3 separate regions of the Mus musculus genome follow, and all the other regions are linked to region 2. A link is a contact called in public HiChIP or PLAC-seq and promoter capture Hi-C data. All regions are on one chromosome and are shown on one strand. Each heading gives the region's core, a stretch centred on a gene start, on an enhancer-like site or on the middle of the called end of the contact. The rest is flanking DNA. Distances are from core to core; before and after follow the strand shown. Region 1 holds the start of Xk (X-linked Kx blood group). Region 2 holds the start of Srpx (sushi-repeat-containing protein). Region 3 holds the start of Lancl3 (LanC lantibiotic synthetase component C-like 3 (bacterial)).

Evidence for each region. Promoter capture Hi-C pulls out the DNA fragments that hold promoters and counts their contacts. HiChIP or PLAC-seq counts read pairs in DNA pulled down with a chosen protein or histone mark.
Region 1: a promoter capture Hi-C map of hippocampal neurons shows a contact between it and region 2, with 6 times the contacts expected there. The contact joins the promoter of Xk here to the promoter of Srpx in region 2. A contact is called at or near these places in 3 of 39 promoter capture datasets (cranial neural crest, embryonic stem cells and hippocampal neurons).
Region 3: an H3K27ac HiChIP or PLAC-seq map of VIP interneurons shows a contact between it and region 2, with 9 times the contacts expected there. The contact joins the promoter of Lancl3 here to the promoter of Srpx in region 2. A contact is called at or near these places in 6 of 39 promoter capture datasets (the 3T3-L1 cell line, embryonic stem cells, frontonasal cranial neural crest and 3 more) and 5 of 115 datasets of contacts at active chromatin or transcription factors (the NIH/3T3 cell line, VIP interneurons, astrocytes and 2 more).

The regions. Positions count from the first base shown.
Region 1 is chrX:9,271,227-9,274,815 of GRCm38.p6, forward strand. It overlaps Xk (X-linked Kx blood group), which reads left to right and starts at 1,558. Exons shown (of 3, transcript NM_023500.2): 1 at 1,558-2,008. The coding sequence starts at 1,764.
Region 2 is chrX:10,115,265-10,119,107 of GRCm38.p6, forward strand. Srpx (sushi-repeat-containing protein) reads right to left here and starts at 2,376. Exons shown (of 10, transcript NM_016911.5): 1 at 2,180-2,376. The coding sequence starts at 2,276. Gm33844 (a long non-coding RNA gene) reads left to right here and starts at 2,433. Exons shown (of 3, transcript XR_386890.4): 1 at 2,433-2,877; 2 at 3,597-3,685.
Region 3 is chrX:9,198,317-9,202,181 of GRCm38.p6, forward strand. It overlaps Lancl3 (LanC lantibiotic synthetase component C-like 3 (bacterial)), which reads left to right and starts at 1,657. Exons shown (of 5, transcript NM_173414.3): 1 at 1,657-2,486. The coding sequence starts at 1,914.

The DNA.
Region 1 (3,589 bases), core at 308-2,807, 840 kb before region 2:
GTGTGTGTATCTAGATCCAGGACATGGTGGCCTGCTGAGCTCTATAAATAAGCCTCCATAATCCTTTTGGAGCAAGGGCCTGGTACTTCTCAGGCCTTGGCTGAATTCCCTTCTCAGCCCTTATAAATAGATCTCCCGATGGATGCTACTCCACCAACCAAGTGAAGCAGCCCAACTCGTCCTCTCCACTAGGATTCCTCTTGTCTTGATATCTTAGGACTCTTAACATTAGATTTGTATCTCTTTCCAAAGTACAAAAACGCCCAAGATGCCTGAAAACTAAAATCACCTAATTTCTTCATGGAAAATGACTTTAGAAAGTGTGAGGGGTGTGTGTGTTGGAGGAGGGCTCGGGGTGAGTTCGTCTTGATGTCCAAAGGGTTGTCAAATGTTTAGTGAATATACACAGGACACGCATGGGTTAAAATCACACAAAATCCCAGCAGTGAGATGGGGAAGTGGACACAAAGTCTAACTCCTAATGAAGAAGGCATTTGTGATTGAGGCATGCTCAGAAGGGGGAATTCTGTTTGTTATTATTATTATTATTACAATTGAGTGTCAGTGAGTTTATCAGTCAGGAGTAGTGGGCCAACTCAAAACGGACTCTGTTTTTGTCTGCATTTTTTGTTTCATTTTGTTGGCTTTGACTTTTTTTTTTTTTTGGTCTTAACATTTGCCTTTTTAGGTTTTGTTTGTTTGTTTTTTGAGACAGAGCATGAAGTTCGGTGGGTAGGAAGGTGAGAAGGCTCTGGGAGGAGCAGGATAGGGGAAGAGTATGTTCAGAATTTATTGTATTCATACCTTTTAAGTAAACAGTGAGTGAAAAAAACTGTGCTAGTCGTAGGGTTGGCACACTAAAAGAGGTATGCATTGGGCTAGAAAACTGTTTCCTTATTAGGCTCTGGTCTTTGACCTGTCTGGAGCTAGTCACAATAACACAGCAATACATTCTATAAGCAGTTTTATCTGGGAGAGAAAACTTTGGCTCCCACAACTCCTTTGATGCTCCTTCTCGGTCTGTACTAGAAAGACAAAGGAGGCTTTCAAGAGTTTCAGTGAAAAGTTAACCATAGTTCCCAGTACGGTGAATGCACGACGATACATTTGCTCTTTGAAAAGCATCTCAGTGGCTCTGGCTATTTTGGAATGGCAGGGCAAGCTGAACTTTTCATCAGGCTTTTCTTCCGCCCAGTAAACAGACAGTGGATCCGGAGCTCAGACTCTCCCAGCCCCCAAGTCTGGTCTCTTCTGCTTGTTGTTTATTGAATTGACTGCCACAGGGCTCCCAGCACTGCCCAGAACAAACGGACTCTAGGACCCAGCGGCTGCAGGCGGGCCAGATCGGTTGATGGCTTCCTGGGGGGGGGGGGGGGGGACTTTGCCCCCAGCGCGGGGGCGGGACGGCCGTGGCCCGGGCTGTCAGGGGCTACGGGTTCGCGGCCCGCCCGGAACAGTCTGTGACGAGCGGCCAGCGAGCAGTGTGGCGCGCGCCGGCGGCTGCGCACGGGGCGCGTGGGCGTGTCCCAGCGGGGCCACGCTACCTGCCCCACCCCCGCTGTTTCGGTTGCCCCCAGGCCGGGTGGCAGCGCGCGCCGGGGCCCGCGAGCCCTCAGCGGGCTGAGCTGCGCGCGAGCCGCTCGGGGCTGAGCATGCTGGGAGTCGTTCGGGAAACCGCCACCGTCGCCGCTACCGCCACCGCTACCGCCGTCGCTGCCACCGCCGCCGCCGCCGGCCGCGGTGCGAGTCCCTGAGGCACGGAGATGAAATTCCCGGCCTCGGTGATAGCGTCCGTGTTCCTGTTCGTGGCCGAGACGGCGGCGGCGCTCTACTTGAGCAGCACCTACCGCTCCGCAGGGGACCGCATGTGGCAGGTGCTGACGCTGCTCTTCTCCTTGATGCCCTGCGCCCTGGTGCAGTTCACGCTCCTCTTCGTCCACCGCGACCTCAGCCGCGATCGCCCACTGGCGCTGCTCATGCACCTGCTCCAGCTCGGGCCCCTGTACAGGTACGTGTCGAACCCACAACCGACCGTTAGGCCCCGGTCCCCTGGCTGTCCCCACCACTGCTGCCCCAGCTGAAGGAGGAGGGGACCTTGCCTGAAAAGGGACAGACAGGTGGCTTGAACCAGGGCTGACCCGCCCTGCCTTCCCAAGTCATTCCAATCTTGGGAATGAGACTGGATCCTAGCCAGTCAGTCGCTAAAACCGAGATGGCCCGGATTTCGGGAGCCATCGTAGACAGTTGTCACTCTTCACTTCGGTTTGGCCCAAGAGAGTAGCAGTTTTTGTCTTTATTTGGTCCCCTGAAAATATGTGGCTTTCTCTGTAGGACTGGCTTGGGAGGTCCTGGTACAAACGTTTGGAAGTTACTCTAAGGGCGTGTGCTGTTCAAGTCAGAGCCCTTGTGGGTCATTTAATTTAGTTTATCAAGTGTGTGGCACTTAACTGTTTATCAGGCACTATTCTACGAGCTTTGTGAAAATTGACTTAGTTCATCTACTCAAGGCTACAAGTCCATGTACTCTACTTTTCCCTTGGTGTGATGGGAGTTGTCTAGAGTGCAGACACACATACCAGAGATGTCTTCTGAGTGTGCCCAATTGTAAACATAGTCATGAAATGTGGTACACAAGGTGCCTTGAGGACAGGAACATGCTTTGTGTTAAGAGAAACCGCTAATGCCATTTCTGGAAAAGACATTATTTTTGTGGTTACCGCCGTTTGTGGTGCTGTGGATGGAAACCAGGTCCTGGTACAGAGTAGGTAAATGCTCCACTAGCAAGCTACAACTTAGCCCCAGAAATTAATCTTCATAAACACAAATCAAGAAGAAATGCACACTGATGAAACGGACTTGACCTTAATCTCAGAACGTGAAGGGAATTTAAATGTATTGTTTTCATATCTTTTATCTTACCATAGGAAAAGCAAAAGTTTATGTACAAATTAAAAAAAATTCACAATATTCAAACCTCACATGCCATTTTAAACACAACCTTTCTAGCTTACTGTACCGACTTGCAGTTCGACAGTTGTGGCAAACTTCATAAACCAGGTTTCCCATTCTTGAAGAGCCAGGAAATCCTAGAAAGGAGTGAGAAGAACTTGCTGTGGAGGACCTGACAGTCAGGGGCGAATCAGAAAAAATGGCTGAGGGCTACTTAACCCTTAAAGCCCTGCTCTTAATTAGCTGGTAGAGAATCCTCGTCCTTAACGGAGCCCCATGGTCCTGCTAGTGGTCCTGTTCAGTAAGTGAGATTTGACAAGGCCGTCATCATTTAATGCCATCTGTGGGGAGGGAACTCAAATTTGGGTGGGGCAACTGAGAATTCTCAAAAGTTCCTTGTGCTAAGTGGTTTGGTTCATACCTACATGCCTTAGCCGATTGACTCCTTGCCAGGAAGTAGGTATCTTTATTTGTAAGTTTATTATTTTGGTGGCGGAGGTTGGGTCTAGGGCCTTAGGCATACTAAGCCAGCGCTCCCTCGTTGATCCAGGCTTCCTCAGTTCCTGCCCCCATTTTGTACACAGGGCAAATGAGGATGTGGAACCTGTTCCCCAGACTTTCTTTCAAAATGCAATTAGGT
Region 2 (3,843 bases), core at 1,126-3,625:
TCTAAGAGCATAATTAGGATCCTGATGGGGTCCTAAATTCCTAGCTCCCTCTTTGTGAAGTTCCAGATCCAAATCTTCTTAGACAGGCTCTTCCTGGAGATATGATGTTCACATACTATAGGTGCCTCTGAGACAATCTTTAAAACATGTTACTCCACAACTAATAGTGAACCCAGCCGATGCCATATGCCTCCAGATGTACAAGTCTAGAGCATTTTCCCTTCCCAGACTTTTACAATCTCTGGCTCAGACTAAAATTTCCTCTGTTGAATTCAACAGCCCCAGCAGAGCTCAGTTCCCAAGATAATCCATTGATATGTGCCAAGAGAGGACTCCAATTGGAATAGTATTCTGTAGTTTAGAAAGCAAGGGGGTGGGGTATAGGGAAGGACTTGCAGGGCAGAAAACAAAGGGGAAAATGGTATAAATACAATATCAACAAGTAAAATAAATATTTCTTAAAGAAACAGGCTAGAAATAGACTAGAAAAAAATGGGAGTGAGGCCTCCAGGGAAGTGCTCCTGCAAAGCTTCAGGGTACCTGAGTGGAGCCAGAGGGCAGGTGAGGGATCAACAGGAATAGTGGCAAAGAGGAACCTGGTGGCTGCCTGGCTGTCAGGAGGCGGGACCAGCAGGCTAGCCGACTGAGCCAAGAAACTCAAAGGCAAGTCCCAAAACATAAGCTGTAGTAAGTGCCTGAGCTGGCAAATCTAGGATTCTGTGGGTGTCTGAGGCTTGGCAGCTATACTATATAAGGGTAGAGATGGAGAGAAAGGAGCAGGGAGGAGAGAGCAGGAGGGGGGAGGATAGCAAACGAAAAAGGGGAGCCTCCCTAGGACAGGCTCAACCAGAGGTTGAGATTCTTTCATTTAGATCCCCTCTAAGCTCCCTTTAACACAATTATTGCCAAGGGAGTGAGTGGAGACATCAGCCTCATAAAATGACATTTCTCTAGCAACTAAGGTAAAGCCCCCTCTGCACTTTGCCCCTAATTAGTTCCTACGAAACTTCAAACCTGTAAGCATCAGCACAAAACACAAAGAATGCTCCTGTCTTGTAACTCACATGTCATCCATCCATCCATCCATCCATCCATCCATCCACTCATTTGGAACATTCAAAGACCAAAAGCCACCCTACCTACATCTACCCAGCTCCCTTCCTGGGGGTTTCTTCTCAAGCCCCCGATTTAAACTGTTCGTAGTGATGTCTAACACGAAGACCATTATTCACATACTTTACAATGCATGGCCCACCTTTCTAGAAACAGACAACTAAAGGGGCCTGCATAGATTGACTCTTCATTCCAAGGCCACAGGGGTCCATAACAAATAGCCCTGCCCCTCTGACACCTTCTGTAAGCCTGAGATTTCATTGTGAGGATGTTAACTAGATATTTTTAAACAAGCACTTCCAAAGAGAATTTTCCCTGTGCTGTGAAAACCCAGTAAATACCAGGGTCCCCTTAGCTGTTGGAGACCACGCCCTCCAACACAATCCTGTGCCTTTCCTGCTTTCCCTGGTGCTAACCAAGTGCATGCCACATGTCACCACTCTCAGCTGGCACTTCTCCCTTAGAGAAACAAACTTTCTCGGAATCCCAGAGTTTGGCGCAGTTCGGGGGATGGGGTGGGAGCAGGAGGGAGCAGGGAGCAGACTGGACAAGAGGATGCACGAAGGCTCTTCGGCTAGGCTAGTAAAGTCCACAAGAGTTTCGGAGCTCCTCAGCTCCAGAGTGGGGCCAAGATTTGGAGCTTCTACCCAAAATAAACTGTCAGGCCTAGAGCACTGACAGCCATCAAAACCCTGTGAGGGGTTGGGGTGGGGAGCAAAAGAAGCTATGCAGTGTGGTGAGAAAGAAGCAAAAGAGCCCGTGGCCAAACTTTCTCTTCATAGCCTTCTATGCCAAGAGGGTTTGGTTTAAACCTTGGAGCCCTAGGAGCAGAAGGTGCTCAGGCTCCGGCTCCAAGCGCTGCAAGAGAGAACTCAGTTTCTTGTACCTAATCGGGAGCCACACTCCTCTTTCAGACCCGCTTCCTGGGACTGCGAAAGACGAGTTCAGAGTAAACAAAGGGAGACCCCCCCCATCTCCTGCTGTTGCAGGGCAGGGGGTTCGGCAGACACTTCTGAGGTTCCTAGATGACTAACTGGGGAAACACACCCCAATCCCTAGCTCCTACCTGGGAAGCCCTGGCTCGGCAGGACGTGCAGCAGCGCCAGCAACAGCGGCAGTACTTGAGGCAGCAGCAGCTCGGGCCGAAGTCCCGGGCTCCCCATGGTGAGCCGGCGCTTCCCCCGCAGGGCAGGCTGCACAGCTCACTTAAGGGGCTGGAGGAGGCCAAGAGACCGAGGGGCTGTGTAGTGAGACAGAGCCTCTAAAGCCAGGCTGGAAAACTCCTCCTTGGTGGATTCCTTCTTTCCCTCCCTCTAGTCAGGGCCTGCCCTCCTTCCTCCTCCTCCCTGGAACGCAGAGTGGTTCAGGGCTCCCCGCCCCATCATTTGCCCACCCCCTCTTTTTTGTGCCACCCCTTCTTTCTGGAAACCGGGGCCGTTCCCCCTCGGAGGTCTCCAGCTAGAGGCCCTAGAAACCTATTACATCCAAAAGTATCCTTTGCTCCTTTTGCACCCCCTGCCCCCAACACCAAGACACAAACTAGTGACTGCAGAGGTCCTGGGACCTTGGAACGAATCCCTGCGTGCGTGCTGGAGACAGAAGCACTTGTGTGTCACATAGAAAAACAGGCGACCTAGGAGTTGAGATTTCCCACTGAAGCTGGATGCCATGGCCCCATTCACCAGCTTGACACTCAAGACTATGCCCGGAGTTTAAACAGTCAGTCAGGAACTTGATTTGGACAGACCCTGGATTGGAAGCAAGGTACACCAGCGCCAAGGCCCATTCTACAGATTTTGTTGTTGTTGTTTGTTTGTTTGTTTGTTTGTTTGTTTCTCTTTTACCAAAGGCTAGGCCTTATGCATTCCATGCTGTGCTGCAGTGTAGAATGGGATTTAAGGGCCAGGTGATGGGGAACACAAGAGACAGGAAGTTCTCTGCCTACCCACAGCCTCGCAGATTCAGCGGTAGTTCCCAGCAGCCAGATCTATCCATCTCCTGGGTTGTTCTCCACCGTCCTAAGAACAGCAGGACCAGCCCAGAGCCTCCACCCTATGGGTTGGCATGGCTACATTCTGGCATCAGGATAAGGTTTCTAGGCTGCCCCCAGGATGGATCTGGTTTCTTGGAGGTATTTGGGGAAGACAAAATCCAGGCAGTTACCATTGGATTCACAGAGTCCCACGGCTAGACGACTAGACAGGAATCATATCCACTGCAGAGCTAGATCTTTCTCCTTGCCACAGTGGTCCCTTGCGTAGGCCAAGATCATTGAGAGCCAGAAGATTTTTAAGTCATTTATTCAAACAGGCCTTTCCCATTTTTAACTAAACCCCCAAACTTGGGCTACCATATAACCCTTTTCGGCATTTGAGAAAACTTTTTTCTAACTCCTCCAGTTGTGAAATATGGGGAAGGCTGGACCCTTCTGTGGCCTCCCTCAGATTAGACTCTTCAGAGAATAATTGTTGATTTTATCACAGACTGGCCAGGACTCCAAAGGAGCTTCATGAGAAAGGACTAGAAAAGATCACCCTGAGTGAGGTAACCCTGATTCCAAAAGACAAGCACGGTAGGTACTCACTTATAAGTTATATTAACCACAAATAACCATGTTACAATTAGCAGACCCAGAGAAGCTAAGTAACAAGAAGGGCTTAAAGGGGAGTGCATGAATCTCACTGTGAAGGGCAAATAGAATAGACAGGAGAGGAGTCTCGCTGGGGGAGT
Region 3 (3,865 bases), core at 407-2,906, 920 kb before region 2:
GTCTAAATTATTTCTAGGCTTGAGATTTCATCCTTTTGCTCTGTTTTGCTTAAAATATTTTAAAATTTTATTTTGTGTGTATAAGTATTTGCCTACCTGTAGATAAGTATACTACGCGTGTGTCCAGCATTCCCAAAGGCCAGAAGAGGGTGTTGGATCCCCCAGAACTGGAGTAAGACAGTTATGTGTCACTATGTGGGTGCTGGGTACTGAACCCAGAACCTTTGAAGGAGCAGCAAATGCTCTTATCTGCTGACCAAACTCTCCCAGTCCTGATTCCCTCCTTATCTGATATATAGGTGCAGCCATGTAGCAAACTTCCTGTAACTTTTCATCCTTAGGATGAACAGAGAGCATCTAGCACCAGCTGCCAACTAAGATGGACAGGGGCCTAGTTCCTCCTGCTAAATCGTGATTCTCTAATGAGCTCTAAACACACCTCAGATTGAAAATGGATCATTATGATTTATTTCATACATTGCAATCATTGACACTTTCGTGGCAAATATGCTCCCAACAGCAGTGATCTTTAAAACAAGTGAAGTAGTTTTCTGTACAGAGTGCCAAAAACTTTCCTATGAACAACTTACACTTGTGTTTTCAGTTTCTCAAAATACAAATACCTCTTCAGCCTTCAATAGTCAATACTTTTTGGAAGGAAGAATTATTTTAAAAGACCTAAACATAAGAAAGAAAAGTAGCATATGTGTTTTGTTTTCTGTCTTTTCCACTCAGGTGGAACCTTAAGCAGTCTGGGAACTTGTGTAGTTACTGTCTTATTAAGTTTCAAAGCACAAAGGAGAGCAGAATGGGAATAATCTCTGTGAAGGATAAACAGGAGGGACAGCTTTATCCGTGTACTAACTAGCTAATGATCTAAAGATGTCTATTAGTCTCTTTCTAATTCCATGAGGGATCAGTGAAAGAAGAGAGCAGGGGTAGGTGGAGGTAGGGGAGTTGCCACTCTCTTCCAAAATGTAGTGTGGTTCTTTGGGTTTTTAATTCCTGTGTACGCCAAGCAAAATAATAGAGTAGGCGACAAACACCAAGAACTTCTTCTTCCTTTAAAAACATAAAGCATGCTACCCCCCCCCCCCTCCACACACACACAGTGCTGCTGCTCTTGATACTGAGACACTTTGAATGAAAACGCCACTGTGACCGAGCTTGAAAGATGATGCCCAGTTGTCAATTATCTGGGACTTTAGTCTAGTTCAGAGGCGTCACAAACTTAACTGAAGATGCTTATAACCTAGGGCTCTTGGTATATACTCTGACTTTCTATTCAGTTAAGTCTGAGACGAAACACCCGGTGCTGCGTTGGTCTTTTTTCTTTTTCTTTTAATGCCGCTTCCAGGTGCTGCTGGCACCGAACTGAGGCAAAGACTCTGAGGACACAGGGGACTGGAAGTCATCACCTCTGCTGCCAGGTGTGCTAACGGCCAGCCTCAGCATTCCTGATCCGTGCCCTGCACGTCCCAGGCCTTCTGCAGGGAGGGGAGGAGCCGAGGGCGGAGCGGGAGGAGTGGCGCGGCCCCGCGTGGGTCCTGCCTGAGGAGATCACCTCGGCCCCTTGGAGAGCCTCAGAGCTGCGGCAGCGCAAGAGGGGGCGGTTTGGAGAGGGCGCGGCCTCTGGGAGGGGAACGTGTGACACGCATTCCTAGCTCTGCCTCGGGCCACCCCGGAGCCTCGCGGCAGCTCGTTGTCCCACTTGGCCACTGGCTCCGTGATCCCTCCTTGCGCCTGCCTCGTCTTGTCACCTCCCGTCTCACCCTCCTCGCTCCATCCTCCACCACCTCATCCACAGCCATCTGAGCGAGCGCGCCTCTGAGAGCAGGAGGTACTGCTCCGGGCTTCAGGGCGCGCCCTCCAAAGGTGCCCAGCTCGACATTCGGGACCCCGCGGGCGACAGCATGGACACCAAGCGCTGCTTCGCCAACCGCTTCGATGACTACCAGGGCAGCCTGCTGGCGGGCCAGTGCGAGGAGGCAGTGGCGCCCTTGGTCACCTCCACCATCGAACGCATTCTTCAGGAGCTGCCCCCGCTGGGGGGCGGCGCTGAGGCTCGGGGGGCGACAGGCGCGGGCAGCAGCTGCCAGGGGGGTCTGTACAGCGGCGTGGCCGGGGTGGCCTACATGCTCTACCACGTCTCCCAGAGCCCGCTCTTCGCCGCCGCCCGGGAGCGCTACCTGCGCTTCGCCAAGCGCCTCATCGACGCGTGCCTCCGCGCCGAGGAGTGGGGCGAGACGGACGCGGACACCCGTGCTGCCTTTCTGCTCGGGGGCGCGGGCGTGTATGCGGTGGCCACGCTGGTCTACCACGCCCTGGGCCGCCCCGACTACGTGCAGCCCCTCGGCAAGTTCCGGGCTCTGTGCGCCGTCTGCGCGCCGGTCTCCTTCCTGGACTGTGGCTCCGACGAGCTGTTCGTGGGTCGCGCCGGCTACCTGTGCGCCGCGCTCGTGCTCAAGCAGAAGCTCGCCCAGGAGGTAAGACGCAATCCCGGCCGCCGGAGGGCGCTCGCCCGCTGCCCGCGCCCGCGCCCGCGGGGTCCTGCTTGCCTGGACTCCTCGACGCCTGCAGCACCGCCCTGCACTCTTTGTTACTTCTTTGTTACTTCTTTGTGCGCTGTGCTTGTCCCCCCCCCCCCCAGCCCGTGTTTTCTCTCTCTCTCTCTCTCTCTCTCTCTCTCTCTCTCTCTCTCTCTCTCTCTCTCTCCCTCTCCCTTCCTTCCTCCCTCCCTCCCTCCCTCCTTCTCTCCTTCTCTCCCTCCCCCCTCTCCCTTTCTTTTTCTCTCTTCCCCCCCCCCCTTTTGTTGGATTACCTGGCATTGCCTTACTCCTGTTTTGTGTTGTTTTGTTTTGTTTTTTGCAGTGAAGTTTGTGGCATCACTCCAGATCCCTCTTCGCCCCATAGCTTTTTAGGGGTTGACCTTGTGGCCCTTAAAAGTGAGTGTTTAAAAACAAGGGGGGAGGGTAGTTATTTTCTTTCTGTTGAACAGTGCTAGCAAGAATGCCCTTGAACATTAGAGTCTTTAAAAAGTAATGAAACTTGTAGGGAGTGATGTGCAGGAAAGTTGCTTTTGGACTCCTGGGCCTGTAACCAATAGTAAGCTGGCTGTGTATAGGTCTGATGTGTATACTGTATTATTTACTATTACATTCACCCTGTGACTCATAATACATGTGTATCTGATGCGAGTGTGGTCTTTTAAAATAACTAAGTGTAGACAAAAATATACTCAGTTTGATCAAATGCGTTTTTTAAACCCATCTTAATATCAGTACTTAGCTTGACCCTTTGGTCACAGCCCTTGTGACAGGCAGCTTTAGATGAATAGCTTTTTCAGGGGCTCCTTCAAGACAGTTTAATCTCTCTCTCTCTCTCCACACACACACACACACACAATGTTTTTTTTTTTTTCAGAATTGCCTTTGGATATAGGATGCCAATATTAGGAAAATCCGTGGCGTTGAGGGAATTAAAATATAAATAAATAAAGCTATGAAGCATCATAGTAACTAGAACTGAAAGAGAAGCACTTTCATTCATAATCTACTGGAACAAATGCAGTGTTCTAGGGAGGAAGTGACACATTTAACTTGGCTTGATATAGTGAAAAAGACATTTGAAGAAAAAAAGAAAAAGGCATATGAAGCGCCTTAAATGTATAATTAGCTGAGATAAACAGTGCACGAACAGACTTGATTTTTTTTTTTAATTTACAGCAGGTGAAGTTGATTCAAGTGAAGAAAAATTGCTAAAGGATGCATTAAGCTGGCAGAGCAGCAAAGGGCCATGTGACAAAGTTGTCTTGAAATAGTTGGCTCTGCTTCTGAGTCATTGTTATCTGCTAGCTGTTTCCCAA